2 separate regions of the Rattus norvegicus genome follow, and region 2 is linked to region 1. The links are chromatin contacts, called in public Hi-C maps. All regions are on one chromosome and are shown on one strand. Each heading gives the region's core, a stretch centred on a gene start, on an enhancer-like site or on the middle of the called end of the contact. The rest is flanking DNA. Distances are from core to core; before and after follow the strand shown.

Region 1 (4,445 bases), core at 731-3,230:
TGAGATTAATGCCACCAGGAATCCCTCTGCCACCAGCTACAGAGGGCAAAGGGGCAATGCTGTCCCAGGCTAAAGAGGACCTTCACTTGTGTTTGCCCAACTCACCTCTCCTAAATCTCAGATGGAAAGAAGGTAGCCAACTACCTGAGTCACCTCCACTCCACTTCCGGCCTAGGCCCACATCCACACACCGTCTACCTGTGTGTTGAAGGCCAGGCCTCCTACTTAGACAGTGCGAGCATCAGAGCAGAGCAAACCTGCACTCGCTCGACGAAAAGCAGTCTTGGGACCCAGGGTGGCTTCCTTGCCCTGTCTTTTATGGCTGCTGCGTCTCTACCTCCTTAGGAAACGTAACAGCCTTAAAGATGAGGTGATATGAAGACCTTTGGCAAGGTGTTAACTGGTGCCCTGGCTACTGCTCTGGTATGAGCCAATGGTCCTAGTCCCCCAGCCCGATGACCTTGAGAAAGTCAGGAATCTACCCCAAAGGCTTGGGATTGCCCCACCCCTAGAGGCCAGCCCTTCATCTCAGCCTCTCAGGCTTTGGCCACCCAGCTTTGTCCTGCTAGGCTGCCTAAGGTACAGGGGGGTGAAAAAACACCAAAGGCTTCACTCGTACCCTTTGCACCCCGTTGCTCGCCCGGGGCCCCCGGCCAGTGCTCTAGCCGCCCGATGTTGCCAAATCCTCACTGGGCATGGTTGCGGGGTGAGGCTTTGGGAACATGGCTAGAGCTAGAGAAGATGAGGAAAACAAGTGAAACGGGAGGGGCGGGGTGGGGTGACGGCTCATAAATCAACCAGCTCCACCCCCAGGCCTCAAAGCTGAGGCGCCTCAGCCCGGCGGGGAAGAGGAGGGTCATTCGACCACTCCTGGACGACCTCTGAGCTTTCCCTGAGCCATCGCCCCACCCTGGGCTCAGGCCGCGTTAAGACCAGCTCCTGGCCCAGATCGTAAACCGCCCGCCGGATTCGGCGAGAAGCCGCCCTTGGACGCAGCGCTCATCCGCCCAAGGGGAAGTTTATTTATAGCTTGTAAAACGTAAAGGAAACCAGACTTCGCTAGCTTGCGGAGCCTGAGCGCCTTCGGTCCCCACCTGCCTACAAGAGGGCTCAGCAAGGGTTCTGGAAAGTGGGGTGGCTTCTAATCCTCCCCCTACTCTGCACCTAAAGACGGAACCTTCTGATGCTGCCAAGGCTTAAATTCCCTCTCAGTGTGCCTAAACGGGGAGCTTAATGCCACAGCGGGTGGAGGCCAGGGCCTGGGCCCTGCGTGGTTAGTGTAAAGAAGACTGAGCTGGCCCACTTGGCAGGCACGCACCAGCAGGCCAAGCAGCGCTGTGCGGGATTCCACAGCTTCCGCTCCCGACACGGGGAAGTCCCCGAGTGCCAGGAAGCCTTGGAGTGGGTGCTCCGGGAGCCTCTCCTTGGAAAGCAAGGATGCTGTCCCCGTTCCTTCTGCGCACGTGTCTTCAGCAGAGCAAGCAAGCGCTGTGCGCCTGGGGCTGCGATCCGCGGGTGACAGCGGTTGAGAGCGCGCCCTCTCCACTTCACACCCCCGCCGTCGCCTCCTCCCCAGGGGAAGTTCCTCGCTCCGGGGTGCGCTCGGGGCAGGAGCCAGAAAAACGAAAAGTGCCGAGAAGACGAGGACGAAAACCCTTAAAGAGCTCAACCGAGCTCTTCAAGATACCCGCGAGTCCCCATTACTCACAGCCCTGCCCCGGCAGCCCTTTCCAGTCACGCACTCAGTGCCTTGGCCAGGGAGGTAGATTGTGTGTGTGTGTGTGTGTGTGTGTGTGTGTGTGTGTGTGTGTGTGTGTGTGTGTGTGTGTGTGTGTGTGTGTGTGTGTGTGTGTGTGTACGCGCGCGCGCGCCCGATCGCCGGGACGGCAGTTGCGAAACAGGCTCTTGGCTGCAGCGCGGCATAATGGAGGTGGCTGGAACAATGCGCGCTTTGTGCGCGCGGGTTGTTTTCTACCCGCCTCACCCCCCTCGCTCGGGCCGTATGGCACTTTAATCCCTACCACGGCTAGGCACAAATGCACTTGTGTCCTGTGGGTCACTGGGGGCCGTGCGGCTGGAGCCGTCCCCACCCCTCCCCCGCGGTGCCCACGGCCCGCTGCCCGGTCTTCCTTCCTGCACCCACCTCCCCCCACCCCACCCCCGCGCGCCACCACTTCAATTCCCGGCGTGGGCTGCTCAGCCGGCTTGGAAGCTTCCGGGCCCGCCGGCCACTTTTATTTTCCAAGAAGACGGCCCTCCCCACCTCCTCGGCGAGCACGCGCGCGCGCACACACACGTGGAGCGCTGGCCTCACACTTGCCGCCCTCCCTCGCCTCGCCCCTCCCGCTCCCGCCCGGCGCTCGGGACTCCTGCGAACAATAGTAAATGTCAACAGATTCCGCGCGGCGAGTGTCTGACTCGGCCGAGATAAGAGTGCGCGGTTGGCCCTGAGCTCCGCGACACCGCGGGGGGAGGCCACCCTGACCCCAGCTGGAAAGAATCGGCTGTGATGAAGCCGGTGCCCGGGGATGGAGGACAGGAGGGGGAGAGCCCCAGCCTCGGCCAGGGTGGGAGAAGCTCCTGGACGCCAGGCCTTGCCCCACCCCCACCCCGCTTAACCCTGTGCTGCTAGGGCAGCCTAGGGGCCCGGTGAAAAGCCACGTGCTAGATGTCAGCCCACTGCTCGGATCTCAGAGGACGCAGGGAAAACGCAGATGTGGAGGTGAAGACTCGGACAGCTTTCCACCTACCGGGAGCCGGCGCCCGAAAGATGTAAAGGATCTCAGTCCTTGTCTCCTGAAACTCACTAAAATGTTTTTTGTTTTTTTTTTTTGAAGCTCACACAACACTTGCAGGTCCTCCCCCTCAATCGTCCCAACCCACCACCCGAGTTAAAAATTGATTCCCACGCGTTAGTATTAATGGGTTGTTCCTCTTAAATTGTTGCCAACTTTGCTAATGGATTATTATTTAAATTTCTTTTTTATAAAGTACGTGTTGTTTTATAGATGCGTATTTACTTAAAGAAATCAACTGCATCTATTAACATATTAAAGAGAGAATAAAGCACGGGGCCGGTGTAATGTACTGTTCAGCCTTACTTTGGGTGCTGCGAAGATAGGAAAATCTTATTTGTTTAATAATAAGTCACTCATGAATATGCAAATGACATCGTTGCAGTACCTCACTTCTGTCACTATTAATGAGTTGCAAATTAATGTGACAACAAAAGGAAAATCTATTTAGTGGAGGAACTCGGGTTCCTACCTGGGGAGATCACCAGCAGGCCTGGAACTTCCACAGTCTAGAAGGAAAGGACTGGGGATGGATGACACCTCACCAGCCTTTTCCTGAAGCTACCACTATTGTTCGGACCCCCGGACCTGCTTTGTCAGTCGCCCCTTAAAATTCCAGCTCCAGGCCAGGGGAAGAATGGTTGCTCCAGGGTAATTAGGGCCAAGTGTGATTAATGGAAATCAGCGCACAGTTTGGAATAAAGCAATTGGTGAACCAGATTGGGAAGAGAGGGAGGGGTCCTCTCTCCACCCAGTTTCAAGATTCACCCCACCCCACCCCCGAAGCCTCTACCGGCCTCTGTTGTTTGGGATGGGGACAAGTTAGGCCTCGGGGTGCTACTGACCACAGGTAGATCACAGGTACTAAGAGAGCACCCCACGCTCTTGTGCTTGGCTCTTGCGCTTGGTTTTTACAAGGCGACTTTGCTGACAGATTTAAGAGCAGATCAGTTTTTTCCTGCCAGCCTACTTCCCAGTGCTTACAGATTGAAGTCTGCTTGTCTTCCACCGACCTTCCACTCTCCTGGCCTACACACCAGAGCCAGTGCTGACTTCATCCAAGGATGCTGAAGAGAGTATTTTTCATTCAGTTAAGTTTGGAAACATCTCTGAAAAAAAAATAATAATAAATGTTAGGCAGTAGACTCAGAGTTCAGGTACTATTTATCTAGAGAACTGTCTTAGAGAGATGCAGACCTTCTCTATGCAACCTAGTTAGCAATTACATGGTTTTATAAACATATAAAAAGAACATTTAAGATTTGTGCAGTCTGCTATGTCTGAGTTACCTTGTTACTTATTACTAAGCTAAGCTACCCTGGGGTTAGTGGTCATTTATTTGGCTCAAAAATCTAGTGTGGGGCCTGACCATGCTGTGTGTTGTGTGGGTCACGGTAGCTCCGCTGAGATCCACTTTCAGGATGGTGCACACCCAGAGCTGGCAAGGCCAAGCTGGCTGTGCTTCTCCTCCATGTGGGCTGCACCACGGGGTGGCTTGGGCTTCCTTACAGCATGGTGGCTGTGTGCCAAGAGCAGAGCATCCCAAGAGAGAGGAAATGGAAGCTGCCAGTTACTTAAAGCCTAAGCCTAGAAGCAGATTCAGAGGAGTTTTCCCAGCTTAAAGATTCCCCAAAGCCATTTTGGCCTCTT
Region 2 (4,689 bases), core at 1,750-4,249, 78 kb before region 1:
GCATTTGACAGCATGCATGAGTTTCCCCAGATTTCCCCCACTACACACACACACACACACACACACACACACACACACACACACACACACACACACAAATATCAGAAAATTTAAGTAAAAAAGAGAAGTGTTAGTATCGGGCTCCCCACAATCTTAGTGAGGAAACCCCATACAACTTTCTGAAGTTCAAAGCCTTAAGACCACAGCCAAGGTAAATTCTATCCACTGCTGCTTTTCTGTGCATCCTGGGCCCTGTCCCGAAGATAAAGCCAAGCCCTCCTGCTCATCAGCTTAGCCACTTGTATTACCTGCCTCACCAGCATATCTTCTTACTGCCACCCCCAGAAAGAGTGGGGGCTCTCCCTACATCCTAATGGGAAAATGCAGGACTCCTGAGTTCACCAAGCATTCAGGTTGCAGCCTAGCACAGGCAGGCAGGAGATGCTGCAGGAGCTGCGCTCAGACACATCTTGAGGGGAAACCTCAGCACGAAGCCGCTGTGTTTATTGACATCATAAATCACCAACTGTTTGCATTCTGCTGCACCTCTCTGCCCTGCTTTCCTTCCAGCCAAACTGTCCCCAGAGCCCCCTGCTGCCACCCGCCCTGGAATGACCCCCTACCCCCACCCCAGGGGCCATAGCCATCAGCTCATTTACAAGCAAGATGGGTTCTGTGTAGTGTATTTGTACTTGGTTTTCAAAAACCTAAACTGCCTTTGTTCCTGAACAATGAGGAGTGAGCAGCTGTGGAAACGTGAAAGGGGTTGAGGGCTGGAGGTGGGCTAGTGTGGGAACTAGGGCTGAGGGACAAGGGCAGGTCCAGAGAACTCAGAAATCCCTGAGAGCCCCCAAAGGCAGCCCATCTCCTCGACTCTGGCTCCTGGCAAGCCCTCCTCAAATTTAAGACGGCTTCCTGACTTCTGAATCCGAAACGTAGATCCTGTGGTCTCTGAGACTGAGAGACCGGGGTAGGAGGACTGTGAGTTCAAGTCCAGCCCGAGATACAGTGAAGCCTAGTAAGTAGGAAACTGGGGAAGTGGTGCAGTCAGCATAAGGATCTGAGTTCAACCCTCATCACCACATAGCCGAAGAGTCAGAGGTTCAAAGTCAATATCCACGCAGTCTGAGATTAGACCCTGTCTCAGAAAAAAGAATCTGCTATGTTTTTGTTTGTCTGTGGTTATTGTTGTTGCTGCTGTTTTTGTTTTTGTTTTAATTCTAGCCAGGCATGATGGTGTCTGTAATCCCAATATTGGGAGGTTGAGGCAGGAAGATCGCGGATATGAGGTCCGTCTGGGCTCCAGAGTGAGATCCTGTTTTAAAAAGGGACGTTGAGAGCAGGTGAAGCAAAACGAGCTCAGTAGGCAGAACCAACCCACACTGTGTCGCCTTCGCCTTTTACAAAGGTACGCCTTGCTTTTGGAATGTTTTTTAAATGTTGTCTAGTTTTAATTCACAAAGCAAGATGTGCTTATAAAAAAACCAAACAATTCCCAGGAAAAAGAAAAGGAACAAAAGGTGAGACTTCCCTTTTCTCTCCTTCCCTGGGGGGAGTCCATCAGAGTCTGAGCACACGGGGACCATTGTACATAAATGAGCTCATGCTATACATATGGATTTACAATTGGATTTTTTTTCACTTCATTTCTTTGGAGAATTTTCCATATCTGTCTATGTTATTGTTTTCAGTCATTCTGCAGTATTTCGTGACACAGGTATGCTTTGTTTATTTAACCCTCCCCTTCTGTTGACCATAAAGGTTATTCCCAGTTTGTGAGCATAAAGTGATTCCAGAAAACACTATGTGCTGGGGTAGGTTTGAAGGAACTGGCTCTAACAATAGAAATTCTGGGCTATAGGCTCTAAACTACACTTAAATGTGTATAGATATGGCTGAATTGTTCTCCAAAGATGCTGTTCCAGCTCACATGGCCACCGTCTGTCCCTTTCTGTCTTCTCTGATACTTTTCTTCTGCAAATGTAAAAGAAAGGAGCAGCGTGCTATGTCCCGTTTGCACTTAGCTCTGCTTATGTGGGAGGTTGGGCATCTTCGGAGAAAACACCAGTGATGCATGCTACCCTCTCAACTAATAGTCCACTAAGAGATTTCAAAACGGCGTTGGCTTGATCTTCAAGATTTTTTTTTATTATGTCTGTAGTGTGTGTGTGTGTCTTTGTGTGTGTGTGTGTCTTTGTGTGTGTGTGTCTTTGTGTGTGTGTGTCTTTGTGTGTGTGTGTGTGTGTTTGTGTGTGTGTGTGTGTGTGGTTTCTCCCATGTTGATGCATGTGAAGGCCAAAAGTTAACATCCGGTGTCTACCTTTAATGCTTTCCACATAATTTTTTCAGACAAGGTCTCTCACAGAACCCGATGCTCACCAATTGGCTATGCCAGCTGGCTGGGAAGCCCCCTGGATCCATCTGTGCCTGTGACTCTCCCCAAGCCCCATGGTTACGGTCACATAACACCACGCCAGCTTTTACATGGATGCTGGGATCTGAACTTGGGTCCTCATACTTGCAAAGCAAGTATTTTACCCAGCCCTTGTCTTGCTTTCTTATCCAACTGGTATTTATTTGGGTATGGGGTGTGAGATTCAGTCCTAATGCTAACTTGGCATTGCTTACAAATGATGTTATTTTTAAACATTTAAGGTGAGAGTAAGGTTCGACACATAGACACCAAGAGCAGCTGTGTGTGTATAAACACAAACAGCTTAGTCAGTGTCTGTAAGCAAAAAGCAGGCTAAGAAGCCCATGCCCCCTGGCCAGTAGCTGGAGCTCCTGCAGACTGAGAAGGGTGCTCTGCCTAGCCTTTCCACACAGGTTCCTGCTGGCTGCCCTGCAGGAGGATTTAGGCAACCAGAAGTTGGCTCTAGCTGCTTACTGGCCTGGAGAGCTCTGCAGCTAGACCTGAGCTGGCAAGGAGAACTGTCCCTATGCCCAGCCCAGCACTGGAGGCCTCAGACTGTGAAGGCAGGCTGACCCAGACACCAAGAATGCAGACTGCCCTGCAAAACACTGCGGCAAGCTGCCCCACATCACCATCCCGGAGGCTTAATGTAATTACACCAGAGCAAGCAACTTCCGGCCTGACTCAGGATGGAGGCATTCTAATAAGGCCCGGCCCTCGGGAGGCAGAAGAGTGACAGAGGCAGCCATCAGCCCAGAGAAAGCACTTGCTTCCTGTTCCTCAGCCCCCCCCCCCCCCCATCTTGCTACCCAAAGCGTGTGAGGAAGCATGTGAGGAACCCAGGGCAGATTTTCAAAATAAGATTCTGACCCTCGGGAGCATGTGGGACTCTGACCAGCCTGAGTGTGTGCATCATGGGCCCTGACCTAACCTTCAAAACGCCAATGTGAGGAGCCATTTCAAGTACCTCCAATGCATCAGACTCATGGGAACGCCAAGGCCTTCCTTGGGTCAGATTCAGGAATAGGAGAGCCTTCCAATCGTGTGCACAGAAAGTACCAACCTCCTCCCAAATGACTGTGGCCTGAGACTTACCATACAGAGACCCCCTCTAGTTAACCCTTCCCTCTGTGTTCCTGCTCTGTATAATAACTAAATGGTTGAGTTTCCAGGTTGCTGCCTGTGCATCTCTGTCAGAAAGCAGGGCTCGCCCAAGCCAGGCTTTTCTTTTCTTTTCTTTTCTTTTTTTTTTTTTTTTTTTTTTTTTTTTTTTTTTTTTTTTGGAGCTGGGGACCGAACCCAGGGCCTTGTGCTTGCTAGGCAAGCGCTCTACCACTGAGCTACATCCCCAGCCCGAAGCCGGGCTTTTCTGTGTGTGCATTGTCACCTCTGTTCCTGTAATCCCAGCCAGCTTCATCCTGCAGGTTGTAACACCAAGGCTGATGCATTTGAGTTTGAAGAGGTTGGGAAGGTGTAATCCCAACACTTGGGAGGCCAAGGCAGGAGGATCACTGTGAATTAGAGGCCAGCCCTGATCGACATAGGAGGACTCTGTCTCAAAAACTAAAAGCTGGGGAAGAATACACACAGCCTAGCACAGTCCATGAAACAGGTATGTCCAGCTTTTTGCCCTTATGACAGGATTTTGTCATGTGCAAAGTTCATTCTTGAAAGCCATGGATTGAGCTGAAAATAAGAAAAGAAAGAAAAATTCACGTTGTAATCAAGTTTGCAAGTTTGTGTTGGACCCACTCTTAGCTATCCCCCATCACAGGCAGCCACATTTAGCCTGAGGGCCAGAGGTTGGACGCACCTGAGACGGCCATCTCCATAGCTCACATACCTCACCTCCCCCAAGCCCCTTCACCACTGGAGACAAGGCCCAGTGTTGATGACTCTACACAAACCAATCACAACCTTCTTGGAAAAGAGCCTGAAGATCCTGGGAGTTTATTCTAGCGCCTTCATCAGCTCTGACGATACTGCAAAGAATCAAGCAACCTTGGCTGCCCCAGCTCAGGAAGTTTCTTATTATGGAAACTAAGCAACCACACAAGGCAGCCTGAAGAAAAGCTGTGGAGGCACTATGGGCGACAGCAGCAGAAACCATGAAAGGACACAGGCTGAGGGTCCTTGTTCAGAGGTTTGAGAACCAGAGCGTTTCATAGATGGGCTTTGTTAGGTTCTGCATGTGTGCAATGAGTTATCTTGGAGATAAGAACTAAGCCTGGGCTCACAATTCCCTTATGTTTCACATACAATTTGTCCGTGTGCTT

The links. Hi-C and Micro-C count contacts between places; a contact is called where the count stands out from the background.
Region 2: a contact with region 1 is called in a Hi-C map of Schwann cells, with 2.1 times the contacts expected there. The contact joins two enhancer-like sites. A contact is called at or near these places in 2 of 12 Hi-C or Micro-C datasets (the Rat2 cell line and Schwann cells).

The regions. Positions count from the first base shown.
Region 1 is chrX:13,435,791-13,440,235 of GRCr8, reverse strand. No RefSeq gene overlaps it. Among named protein-coding and RNA genes, the nearest start is that of Rpl37al2, 23 kb to the left of the region's middle. Within about 2 kb of position 1,980, at least 46 of the 93 cell types and tissues checked have an H3K27ac peak or open chromatin away from gene starts, as enhancers often do. A contact at or near this core is called in Schwann cells, where this site is marked.
Region 2 is chrX:13,514,556-13,519,244 of GRCr8, reverse strand. No RefSeq gene overlaps it. Among named protein-coding and RNA genes, the nearest start is that of Rpl37al2, 55 kb to the right of the region's middle. Within about 2 kb of position 2,999, at least 11 of the 93 cell types and tissues checked have an H3K27ac peak or open chromatin away from gene starts, as enhancers often do. A contact at or near this core is called in Schwann cells, where this site is marked.